2 separate regions of the Mus musculus genome follow, and region 2 is linked to region 1. Evidence: chromatin contacts called from public HiChIP or PLAC-seq data. All regions are on one chromosome and are shown on one strand. Each heading gives the region's core, a stretch centred on a gene start, on an enhancer-like site or on the middle of the called end of the contact. The rest is flanking DNA. Distances are from core to core; before and after follow the strand shown. Region 1 holds the start of Wnt9a (wingless-type MMTV integration site family, member 9A). Region 2 has its middle 16 kb from the start of Nlrp3.

Region 1 (5,480 bases), core at 1,246-3,745:
CTGGTGGCCAGCCTAGAGGGGTCCAGCAGCAGGGTGGCCAGAGGCCTCTGGAAGGGAAGGGCAGCCAAAGCTGTAGGGTTGGGTTGCAGCTCTGGGAGGGGGTGGGGAGGGCTCCTGTAGCCACGTGACCCTCCCCGGGGCCAGCCTCTCCTCTCTGGGTTCCTGGGCTGTAACTGGAGCCGTGTTCCTGCCTGGGAGCCTCCGTGCCAGGCAGAGCTTTGGAGAGGGGGAAGGGAGAGGAGAGCCCCAGATTCCAGCTCCTTCTCCCGACTCCCTCTCCAGTTGGGCTGGGAAGGGACACTTGAGCACACCACATTTTCACAGGCGCACCCTCAGGCTCCCACTCCAGCTCCAGCCCTGCCAGGCCTTTCAGGGTTTCCAGACTCATCTCCTCCCTTGGCTGGGGAAGGGGTGGGACCGCTGGACACAGAATAGCCCAGGATACATCTTGTGCCCCTAACATATACATACATACATACATACATACTCCTCAGAAATCAATTCCAGAGAGACCCAGATCAACTAGCCTATCCTCCCAGGCCTCCTCTGACTCTTGGTTCAACAGGTACCCACTCTGCCCATCTTTGGGGTCTTTCCGCCAAGCCCAGACAGTGGATCTAATGGGCAGCTGCAGGAGAGGAGCGCTCAAAGGCATGGTCAGCTTTCCTTAATGGGTCCTCTGCAACAGAGAGCTAAGTAGAGGCTGACCCAAGCCATAGCAATACATCAGTATTGTCTTCGGTATCTGCTTGGGAGCCAGCTGACCTGTACTTAAACCCTGCCACGGAACCGGGAGTTCCAACACCCCTTCAGGCGCCAAGCTAGAGAATTTTCCCAAGATGCAAAGTATCAAGCCAGCTAAGCGAGGGTGAGAGAGAGGGATGGATGGGAGGCATTACAGCCACCAGGATTCTAACCCCATCACCTGTAGGTTCTGAATCCCAGGGCCACAAGGCCAGCAGCAGAGATCCCAGAAGGAGCAAAGTGGCCGCTCACGCAAGCCCAGGGCGTGTCAGATGCCTGACTGGGCCAGAAGAGAGGAAGGCACAGCTGGCTGATGGGCTGCTGTGACTCACCGCGGACCTGTGGCCAGACGGCCATCCTCAGCCCTCCCTCTTGCCCGCGGGTGAGGCTTAGGGCTGCACAGATGGCGTGCAGGGGCGTGCCAGGCCAAGGCCCAGGGGTCGGACCAGGGGAGCCAGGGTGGGGAGACCCTGGGAACCGAGACATGGAACTGACCCTGGAAGACAACCCAGAAGAAATGGACAGACGGAGGAGAAAGGAGGAGAAAGAAAAACACAAAGGGAAAATTTCCCATGAAAATATTTTATTTTCTTTGAGAACAGGATACACCTGCAGGGTTCCTCAGCCCAGCCGCCTCTCCCTGCCCTGGCGGGTGCCAGATTCCTAGACCAACGGGGCCCTCTGCCGGCCACACCGCTGCGAGCGGCCACTGAAGCCAGGGGCGAGGGAACAGGTGACCGGCGAAGGGCGGCGGCCCAAGACGCAGTCCAGATCACCCAGGACCAGGGTTGCGACCCGAGGGGCTAACCCAGGTCTCCCAGAGGGGGAAAGAAGGGTGATAAGCAGGGAGGGCAGAGAAAGCTGGGGCGCTGCCATGCGTGGTGCCACCCAGGACCTTGGAGAACTCAAAGTGCAGTGGGTGTCCCTCTAAAGATCGCTGGGTTCAGGCATCCCAAACCTGGGAAAGCGAGTAGAGAGGGAGGGACGAAAGGAACCAAAGGTGAAGAGACGCGCCCAAGAACGCGGCAAAACTGCTAACGCATAGACAGGCGAGTGCGGGCGGCGACCCCGCGGGACAGCGGCGGCGTTTACCCCCCGGGGTCAGGTCTCCCAGACGTGTTCCCGAGGGCCGAGGTCGGGGCCAGGCTCGGGCGAGCGCCAGAAAAAAGCGCAAGAAAAATAAATTTCTCCAGCTTGGAGGGTTTTTTTTCTCCCCTTTGGGGCTCAGTGCAAGGAACATCTGGATTTTGTACGTGTTTTTTTGTTGTTGTTAAATTAACTTTTCCAGGAGAGAAGGGGGGTAGTGGGCAGGGGCCAGGGAGGCTCCAGCCTTTTGGCAGGAACACCGCGGCCTAAGGCGGCGGCGGCGACTCGGGAGTCACCGTGGACCGCGGCCCCGCGCAAGCCCGTCGGGGACACCGGCCCCTCTACCTCTAGGGCGCACGGCGGGCAACGACCTGCGGACCGAGAGGCGCGCTCGCTGCCAACTAACGACTCCAAGCCACCCGTGTACCCCGCCGAGCACCTGGCGAGTGCTACCCCGGGCTCGATGCCCCCGTCCGGCCCCGCCGCCCTCGCCCGCCCTCGCGCGGCCGCCCGCCGCGGGCACCTACCCGAAGTAGGCGGCCGAAGGGCGCAGCGCGGCGAGCAGCAGCGTCAGCCCGAAGGCCGCGGCCAGCCAGCGCGCCAGAAGGGACCCATCCAGCATCTTGCCGCGCCGCGGCGGCAGACCATCGCGCTCCGGGCTCCGCGCAGGGCGCGCCGCGACCGCCGCCCTCTTATAGCGTCCGCAGCCGCGGCCGCGGGGCGGGGCGCCGGCCAGCTGGGCTCGGCCCGCCCGCGCCCCGGAGGAGGGGTCACGCCGGCGCCGGGGGCGGGCCGAAATCCGAGCTGCGCGCCCGCCGCCGCCGCCGCGGCCGCCGAGCTGCTCGGCTCGCGGGGCGGGCCTGGGGCGCGCTGTGGGGAGGGCTGGGCACGTGGCGCGGTGGGAACCCCGGTCGAGTAACGGAGCCAGAAGGAGCGATGGGGCGGGACTGAGAGACAGAGCAGGGTTAGACCCCGGGGCTAGGTGTCTGCAGCCAGGACACAAGTGCGAGCTCCGGGGTGTCTCCTGACAGTTAGGGACCGGGTGTTGGCCGCCGGGAAAGACATCCAAGAGCCGAGAAACTTGGACGACTGTGCTTGAGGGGATAGTGACTGGGTGGCTTGGGAGCGACGTTAGCCACTGGATTACAGAGCGGGAGCGTGGGGGGACGCGAATCCACTCGCGGGCCAATGTTGCCAAGAGGGAGCCACTGCTGAAAGTTGGGGTGCTGTAGCTGGAGGAATGGAAAGGCGACCTCTCCAAGGGAGACCAAAAAGGCATTTCTGCAGAGCCGGTGCTGTGGCCGACTTGGACCTGAGGATGGGACAATATGGTCCTCAGGGACTTCTGGACTACTAGCTGCAGATATCACTGACACTCAGGGACCTCATACCCCAAACAGGGTGGAAGATGAAGGGGACCGCTGGCCAGGATGGTGACTGGTCTGTGTGAAAGCCCAGAGCTGTGACTCATCTTCGTGGACTGAATTGTCTATAAGTCAAACCTTAACTAACACGCAGAGAAACACAATTGCCCAGGGCACCCAATAGACTGCTTAAGAGTCCCCTGACATTGGGGGAGGGGCGGCTTATTCAGGGACCATTCAAAGTGCTGGAGAATAGGACCGAGTGATTGGATCCTGACACATGCCCACCGCGTGTCAACCTTCCGTGCTGGAGACGCACTTTCTGTGCAAGACAGTGACACACACACACACACACACACCAGAGCCAAGCTAACAAAACCCAGGGACCTCCAACACTAGCGTGCCTCCCTGACCTGGGCTTACAGGGGCAAGCTCCACACCCTGGAAGGCAAACCTCCTTACCAGCCACCGCCTTCTCAACTTAGAGGGGCTGATTCTGGATGGGAGACCTCCAAGTCTGAGGGTTTTGAGCTCCTCTGGGAGGCTGAGTTGTCTAGCCGTGCACAGCAACTGCTCAGCCACCTGTCACGGCTCCAAAGGAAAGCAGAGGAGGAAATGAGTGAAAAAAAAAAAATCACATCAGCCTCCGCACTGGTCAGAGCCAAGCAGGTTACTCCTGTGGGTGTGGACCACCCAAGTGAATATACCCTGTCCTGACTGAAAAGCTTCCATATGTGGTGGGTGTGTGGCTGAGTGAGGGGTCGGGAGAGCCCATCACTTCCTCTCCGAGCCTTGGTTTCCCCATCAGAGGCCCATTTAACTACACGGTCAGGGGGACTCGTATCGCTCCCCATTGCTGGGAACCCACCTACACCCCACATCGCCATCCAATGGTGCTTCTGCATCAAAATGAACCCAGAAGGCAGCTCCAGCCATGGCAGCATGGGGGTGGTGTGTGTGTTGGGGGGGTGGGGAGCAGCATCAGGGAGACTTCCACCTGGAGGCCTGGCTCCCGCTCCTAGGAAGAAGCAGGAGACGGGAGACGCTGAGCGATGACATATTTAAAGGCACGAGATTGCTTCCAAGAAAAATGATGTGTGAGATTGTAAACGAGTGTCGCCAGGCACTGCAGGCGATGCATACTCGGTGAGAGCGGAGCTGGCACCTCGGCCACCCAGCAAGTGCAGAGGAAGGAGGCAGCAGTCTTGGGCAGCCCACGCACAGAGAGGCCTGGAGTCAGCCCTTGTACATCTTTGGAGATGGGGTGCTTGCTAGTGAGGATGACCTACCTTTTAGATGCTGGAGACAGTTCTGCTTTCTTTAGTCTTGGGTAGGTCTGATCACAGCAATGCTCCGGAAGTAAGGGTAGCCTATCTCTGAGTGTCCTGTCAAACTCAGAGCCCTGGCCCATCTCCAGGGGACCAGGGCATGTGGGTGGCAGGGCTCATGCTTGCACAAGGTAATGCCATATCTAAGTCTTAGGACTTCCCCAGCCTTCTATTTCCATAGATGGGGTGGTGGCAATAGATGGTGGAGATACCACCTGTACCACCTTCAACAGGACTTCAGGAGACAGTGCCCCAGCACCCTGTCACCTGCATGTTGCTCACCCATATAGCAATCTTGCTCCAAAGCACAGGGAAGCCAAAGTGTCCCCTCTCTCTTCCACACAAACCTTTGAGGTGCTTCTTCATACAGGGCTTGGCACTGCTACGCTGTCCCAAAGGAGGACCAGCCTGCCAGTCCTACTATATCTGCCCAAACTGTCACCAGTCAGCCTAGCATCGGGTTGGAAAGGGCCTCTGCCCCATGGAGGTTCTGCCACACGTGTTTGTGTCTCTGATGAAAATGGGTAGAAAGGAGAGAAAAGCTCAGGGGAGGAGGGCACAGAGGACCAGAGTTAGCAGGTCCAGGAAGCCCTGTAGCCCAAAATGAAACCAGAGGGCTTTTGGGGGGCTGGTCAATATGCAATGCCCAAAGGAGCCATTAAGTAGATAGAAAGCAAATTCCAAAAGAAGAGCTATTAAGCACTGGGTAGTAAACTGAGCCCTCTGAGTTTGGGAGAACTCATGTGCCCAAGGGCACACAGCAATCGAGGAAGGGACACCCTCACCCTCCTCTCCCTCTCCCCTCCTCCATCCACACCCTCTCAGCTTTACAGAGTGTGGGAAGGGCAGGCCAATCTCCTCCCATGTTCTCTGGCTAACGGCCAAGTGGCCCTCTGGTTCCATTTTGGGCTATGGGGCCAGAAGACTCATTGTCATCCCCCCTGGTGACTACCTAGGC
Region 2 (5,480 bases), core at 1,052-3,551, 220 kb before region 1:
AACCAAGTAGGTGAAGAAAGGGTTCTCTCATCTTACGGCTCTCCCAGGCCACTGAGGGAAGTAAGGGCAGGAGCTCAAAGCAGGAATCTGGAGGCAAGAACTGTTGGCTGAAGCCGTAGTGAAATGCTGCTTACTAGCTTGCTCCCATGGCCTGATCAGCCTGATTTCTCAAATAACCCAGGACCACCAGCCCACAGGTGACACAGCCCACAGTAAGCTGGACCCTCTCACACCAATCCTTAATCAAGACAGACAATGAATCATCACAGACTTACCTACAGGCCCAACCTCTGAATTAAGATTTCTGCTTCCCAGACGTGTCTAGGTTTGTGTCAGGCTGATACAACCAACAATGATGGGGATGGGGCTGGAGCAAGGGTGGGGGGCAGTAGATGACGTTACTAATATGGCAGCACAGGAGGCTGGAGAGATGAGTTGGTGGCCAAGAGAGCTGGTGGGTCTTCCAGAGAGCCTGGATCTGATCCCCAGCATGTACAGGATGGTTTACAGCTCTCTGTAACTCCAGTTCCAGGCGATCCAACATCATCTTCTAGTCTCCACAGGTACCTCACACCCATGGTACATAGATACATGCAGTCAAAATACACACATAGATAAATGAAAATTTTTAAAGGGCAAGAGGACTGAGAGTAGACACACAAGACTCCTGTCACAGGGAGGTAAGGTGGTCAGAGCCACTGGGGCTGGAGGATAGACATCCTGACTCAGGGATGAAGCAAGATCTAGTATCAAGGAGGGGGTTCTTACTAAACTGACTTGGCAAGATTCTTACCTAAAAGTAGAGTTTATAAGGAAGCACTCAGATAGGATTAGAAGAAAGAAGTCTGACTGGGACCATGGCTATGATTCAGAAGTAGACGGCTTGCCAGGCAGTGGTGGCACACGCCTTTAATCCCGCACTTGGGAGGCATAGGCAGGCAGATTTCTGAATTTGAGGCCAGCCTGGTCTACAGAGTGAGTTCCAGGACAGCCAGGGTTATACAGAGAAATCCTGTCTCAAAAAAAACTGGAAAAAAGAAGGAGGAGGAGAAGGGGGAGGGGGAAAGGGAGGGGGAAAGAAGAGGAAGGGGAGGGGGGAGGGGGAGGTGAGGTGGAGAGGGAGAGGGAGAGGGAGACCACTTGCCCAGCTTGCATGAGGCCCTGGATTTGATCCTAGAATTAGAATAAAAATAAGGGGAAAAGCCTGACTAAAACTTGGTCAAACAAAGTGTCTTTGTGACCCCTGCTGTCTCCTCTTAGTGGTGGGTACCCATGACAGAATCAAGGCCTTCCTGCCTGCTACCCCCTCCCACACTGAGCTACACTCTCAGAGTGTCCAATGCACATGTGCACACATGCCTGCCCTCGCACAGGTGCACATGCACACCCATACACACACACACACTCTCTCTCAAGCACAGGTGCACATGCACACCCATACACACACACACACACACACACACACACACACACACACACACACACGTACACACACACCCTTGCACAGGTGCACATGCACACCCATACACACACACACATGTACACACACACCCTTGCACAGGTACACATGCACGTACACACACATGTGCTCGCACAGTTAACTCTCCACTCACTGACCCCCATCTTGTATATGTAAACGTCTGCTTGTCCTGTTGGATTACTGTCGCACTCACTAGCTCCCTCCCAGCTGTCAGTGGTCCTGAGTAAAGTCTCCCTTGATCTTTCAACTGGGCTCAGGATTCTTCACCTTTAATAACAGCTGTCACTCTGACTCCTCACGGTGTAATGTCGAAATGTCCCAGAGTGAGGAGGGTGGAAATGAAGATGAGAGGAATGACCTGGGAGCCACAGCTCAAAAGACTGAAAAACCAAAAACATAATGAGATCAGTTAAGTTGTGCCTCAGTCAAATGCTTCCCCTACATCAGTGGTTCCCACCCTTCCTGATGCTATGACCCTTTAACACTGTTCCTCATGTTGTGGTGACCCCCCCCCCCACCAACCAAAAAATTACTTTCGCTGCTACGTCATAACTGTAATTTTGCTACTGTTTTTTTTTTTTTGATGAAATGTAATGTAAATATTTTTGGAGACAGAGGCTTACCAAAGGGCTCGAGACCCACATGGTGAGAACAATTGCCCTGTGCCTTTTCTGGGTACACAAGAAACAAATGTGTTGTATAGCCTGAGGATTTATACCCATAGTGCCTGATGGAAGAGTGAGACATTTTCTTTAGTGCTGTAGCCACAAGTAAGGTACAAGTACTGCTGAAGAGCCCTAAGGAGACTCACGGGGGCACACACCCATAGTAGCTGAGAGGAAAGGAGTCTGTGGGAGAGAGCAGGCAGCATGACCAATATATGCTATGTGCACATATGGAAATGTCACAGATAAACCCATTGTTACTTACAATTTATATACCAATAAAAAAATCTTTGCACTGAGTTTCAAGTTTTAAAAAGGGTTTAGTGGATGTAGCATTTAAAACACTACATGTCACAGTATGTTACCACTTCCCTTTTAATGAACTGAGATTCTTAAACCAGGAGGAAGAAAAAAAAAAGGAACTGGTCTCAACCTGCTGTTGCAATGCTTTTCCTGACTGCTCTGCACTTCTGCTACTGCTCCAGCTAAGCTGCTGTGTTCCCTCCTCCTCTCCCTCCCTCCCTCCCTCCCTCCCTCCCTCCCTCCCTCCCTCCCTCCCTCCCTCCCTCCCTCCCTCTTCTCTTCCCTCTCCTAAGCATAACCTGGCCCAGCTTGCCCCATCTGCAATCCCCGTGCTTTCCACATGGCTGCGCTGGAGAGAGGACGGATCTCACCACTTGGGTCCACAGAAAGCTCCTGCTGTCTGTTTGCTCCCGCTGGTTATCATGGATGTTAGGACTGTCTGCCCTCCATCGCCATCCCCAGATGGAGAGAACAGAAAACTGAGAAGCGGAGGAGAGTGTGAAGCCACAGCCCAGGGAGCACCAGACAATAAAAGGTAAGCGCAGGCAACAAGACCGTGTGATCTGACTGAGGTTTCCAGGAAAAAGCAAAGGATGAAATGCTAGAGAGAGCTGGTAATTGTGTGGGTGAGGGCTTGCTTGGCACTTAGGTTCTTAATTTACCACATAAATTTACTTCTATTAAGGTGGGCGGTGGTGGCTCTTTAATCCCACTTTAATCCCAGCACTTGGAAGACTCAGAGTTTCCATATTCTGAGCTCACTGAATTAGCCTCGATCCTAGAGATGTTACCTTTGTGATCAAGTTATGTGAAGTTTCTTCCCAAAGGTGAAGAGAGGGTCAGATATCCTCCTGCTCCACATAGTGGGTTGTCTGTCCCCTGACCTGCCTTGGTTTTTAGAAACAGGGTTTCTCTGTGTACCCTTGCTGTCCTAGAACTCTCTTTGTCGACCAGGCTGGCCTTAAACTCAGAGATCTGCCTGCCTCTGCCTCCTCAGTGCTGGGATTAAAGGCGTTCGCCATCACTTCCTGCCCTTCCTGTGTTGTTCGGGTCTGGCTGCTTCTCTGTTTAGGGAAAAGCAACTAAGCACTTTTATATAACGGAGATATCCTCAGAGTGTGAATGAAATGGGCAGGTAGCTTCAGGGAGAACGGAGAGGGTCAAAATTTGGTTGGAACTCAAATGCTAACCTATTATCCACCTGGAATTGGCATCAAATCCCACAGGCTGCCAAATGTGGTGGTGTAAGGCGGTTTATCCCAGCATGTGGAGAGTGGAGGCTGTAGGGAGAGTTCAGAGTTACAGAGAGCGTTCTAGATCAGCCACAGGCTAAGATTCAGCCTCACATAACGTCCTGGGTTTAGGTATCACTCTAAGGTCCTTGGCTGCCGCTTCTAGCCAACTGGTTACAAAGTCAAGCTTTCTAACAATTCTCCAATCTCAAGCTTGAAAATTCATAAATGTGGCTCCCACAGCTCAGAGGAGCACTTATTGCCTGCGAGGCCCGCACCGGTGGTGCAGGAAGCCTGTCTCTACAGCGCCCTCTTTTGGAACAGCATGGATATGGTTCCTGCTCAGCACAACATTCGACTTTTTTTTTTTTAAAAAACAGTGGAAGTAGCCTAGGAGCTGTCTTTGCTGCTCTCTGCTGGTCACGAATAGAACTGCCAAGAACTGCCTACGGCTGGATTCTGCTATGCCTCTGTGATTTTTCTGACTCCCTGGGGAATACTCCTAACGGGACCCCGAAATTTGCATCTTTTAGTCGTCTAGGGCTGGAATGATCTTGAGCTCTCAAATGCAAGATAGCAGTTCTCTTAAAGCCAGATGTCCTCTGCGGTATCCAAGGAAGCCAACCAAGTTCTGCTCCTCTGAACCCTAAGGGTTAGATGTGCTTATGTCTCACTCTTCCTCCGGAACCAGCCTGCTCCAGGATAGTTTGCAGAAGGGCACATTCCCCGCTACCAAGGCCGCCATTCTGGTTCCAAAGCTGCATCATAGCCGTACCAGTACTTATCCCTCAAGTCTGCTTCCAGAGACGTACTGGCTTTGAGATGGACTAAATCAGGGTGCAACCCGCACCCTCCATAGTCACAGGTCCCTGGACAGGCAAGGGGATGAATCACAGAAAGCTGCAGAGGCCGACCTTGGGACGGATCACCCTTAGCTTTGTTGGGCTGTACAGAAAAGGTGCAAACTCTTTGTATTAACACCCTTGGTGTTACAGGCTCTGCTCCACCCTGCTATTCAACTCACAATACAGAGGAAGTAAAGGATAACTTTATTAGTGGACAAATGTTCCCGTACTTGCACGTTTTTTTTTTTTTCTGAAAGTAATTCATTGAGTAAAAAGTTTGAAAGGAGTAAGACCTAAGAGATTGTTAAGACTGAGTTCCATATTCTGGTGGTTTAAACTGACAGCTCACAAAACTTCCAGTATCACTAAACCTTACACCGTGTGAGCTTCGTTTTGCTTCTCAGCATCAGTCTCTCACAGAGAATTCAGCTCTATCAGTATCTGGGTGTATTTCTGCATTTGCCGTAAGGAATAGTGGACAAAGAGAAAGAATTCTTGAGCCAGGCTTTTCTCTAGAAAACCTGGGTTCAATTGCAAACACCACATGGTCACTTAAACAACCATCTCTGACTCCAGTCTCATCTTGAGCCCTCTTCTGGCCTCTGCGGGTACTGCACACACATGGTGCACATACATGCAGGTAAAATACCCACACACATAAAAGTACACTTTAAAAAAAATAACAAAATAAAATAAAATTGGGAAGTGTTGTGTTTCATCATAGTTTCAATCATAGGCAGATATCATCTAAGAAGAATACTCCTTTTTGTTTGTTTGTTTGGTTGGTTGGTTTGGTTTTTGGTTTTTTGAGACAGGGTTTCTCTGTATAGCCCTGGCTGTCCTGGAACTCACTTTGTAGACCAGGCTGGCCTCGAACTCAGAAATCCACCTGCCTCTGCTTCCTGAGTGCTGGGATTAAAGGCGTGCACCACCACTGCCCAGCAGAATACTCCTT

What was found. HiChIP or PLAC-seq counts read pairs in DNA pulled down with a chosen protein or histone mark.
Region 2: a contact with region 1 is called in a CTCF HiChIP or PLAC-seq map of pro-B cells, with 4 times the contacts expected there. The contact joins the enhancer-like site here to the promoter of Wnt9a in region 1. A contact is called at or near these places in 12 of 39 promoter capture datasets (the C10 cell line, the HPC-7 cell line, HPC-7-derived erythroid cells and 9 more), 2 of 15 datasets of contacts at CTCF or cohesin (large pre-B cells and pro-B cells), 2 of 484 Hi-C or Micro-C datasets (bone marrow-derived macrophages and uterus), 6 of 115 datasets of contacts at active chromatin or transcription factors (embryonic midbrain, embryonic stem cells, extraembryonic endoderm stem cells and 1 more) and 3 of 9 other capture datasets (adipose tissue, embryonic stem cells and liver).

Annotation. Positions count from the first base shown.
Region 1 is chr11:59,303,945-59,309,424 of GRCm38.p6, reverse strand. It overlaps Wnt9a (wingless-type MMTV integration site family, member 9A), which reads right to left and starts at 2,495. Exons shown (of 4, transcript NM_139298.2): 1 at 2,358-2,495. The coding sequence starts at 2,452.
Region 2 is chr11:59,523,997-59,529,476 of GRCm38.p6, reverse strand. No RefSeq gene overlaps it. Among named protein-coding and RNA genes, the nearest start is that of Nlrp3, 16 kb to the left of the region's middle. Within about 2 kb of position 2,301, at least 53 of the 459 cell types and tissues checked have an H3K27ac peak or open chromatin away from gene starts, as enhancers often do. A contact at or near this core is called in adipose tissue, bone marrow-derived macrophages, macrophages and 2 more, where this site is marked.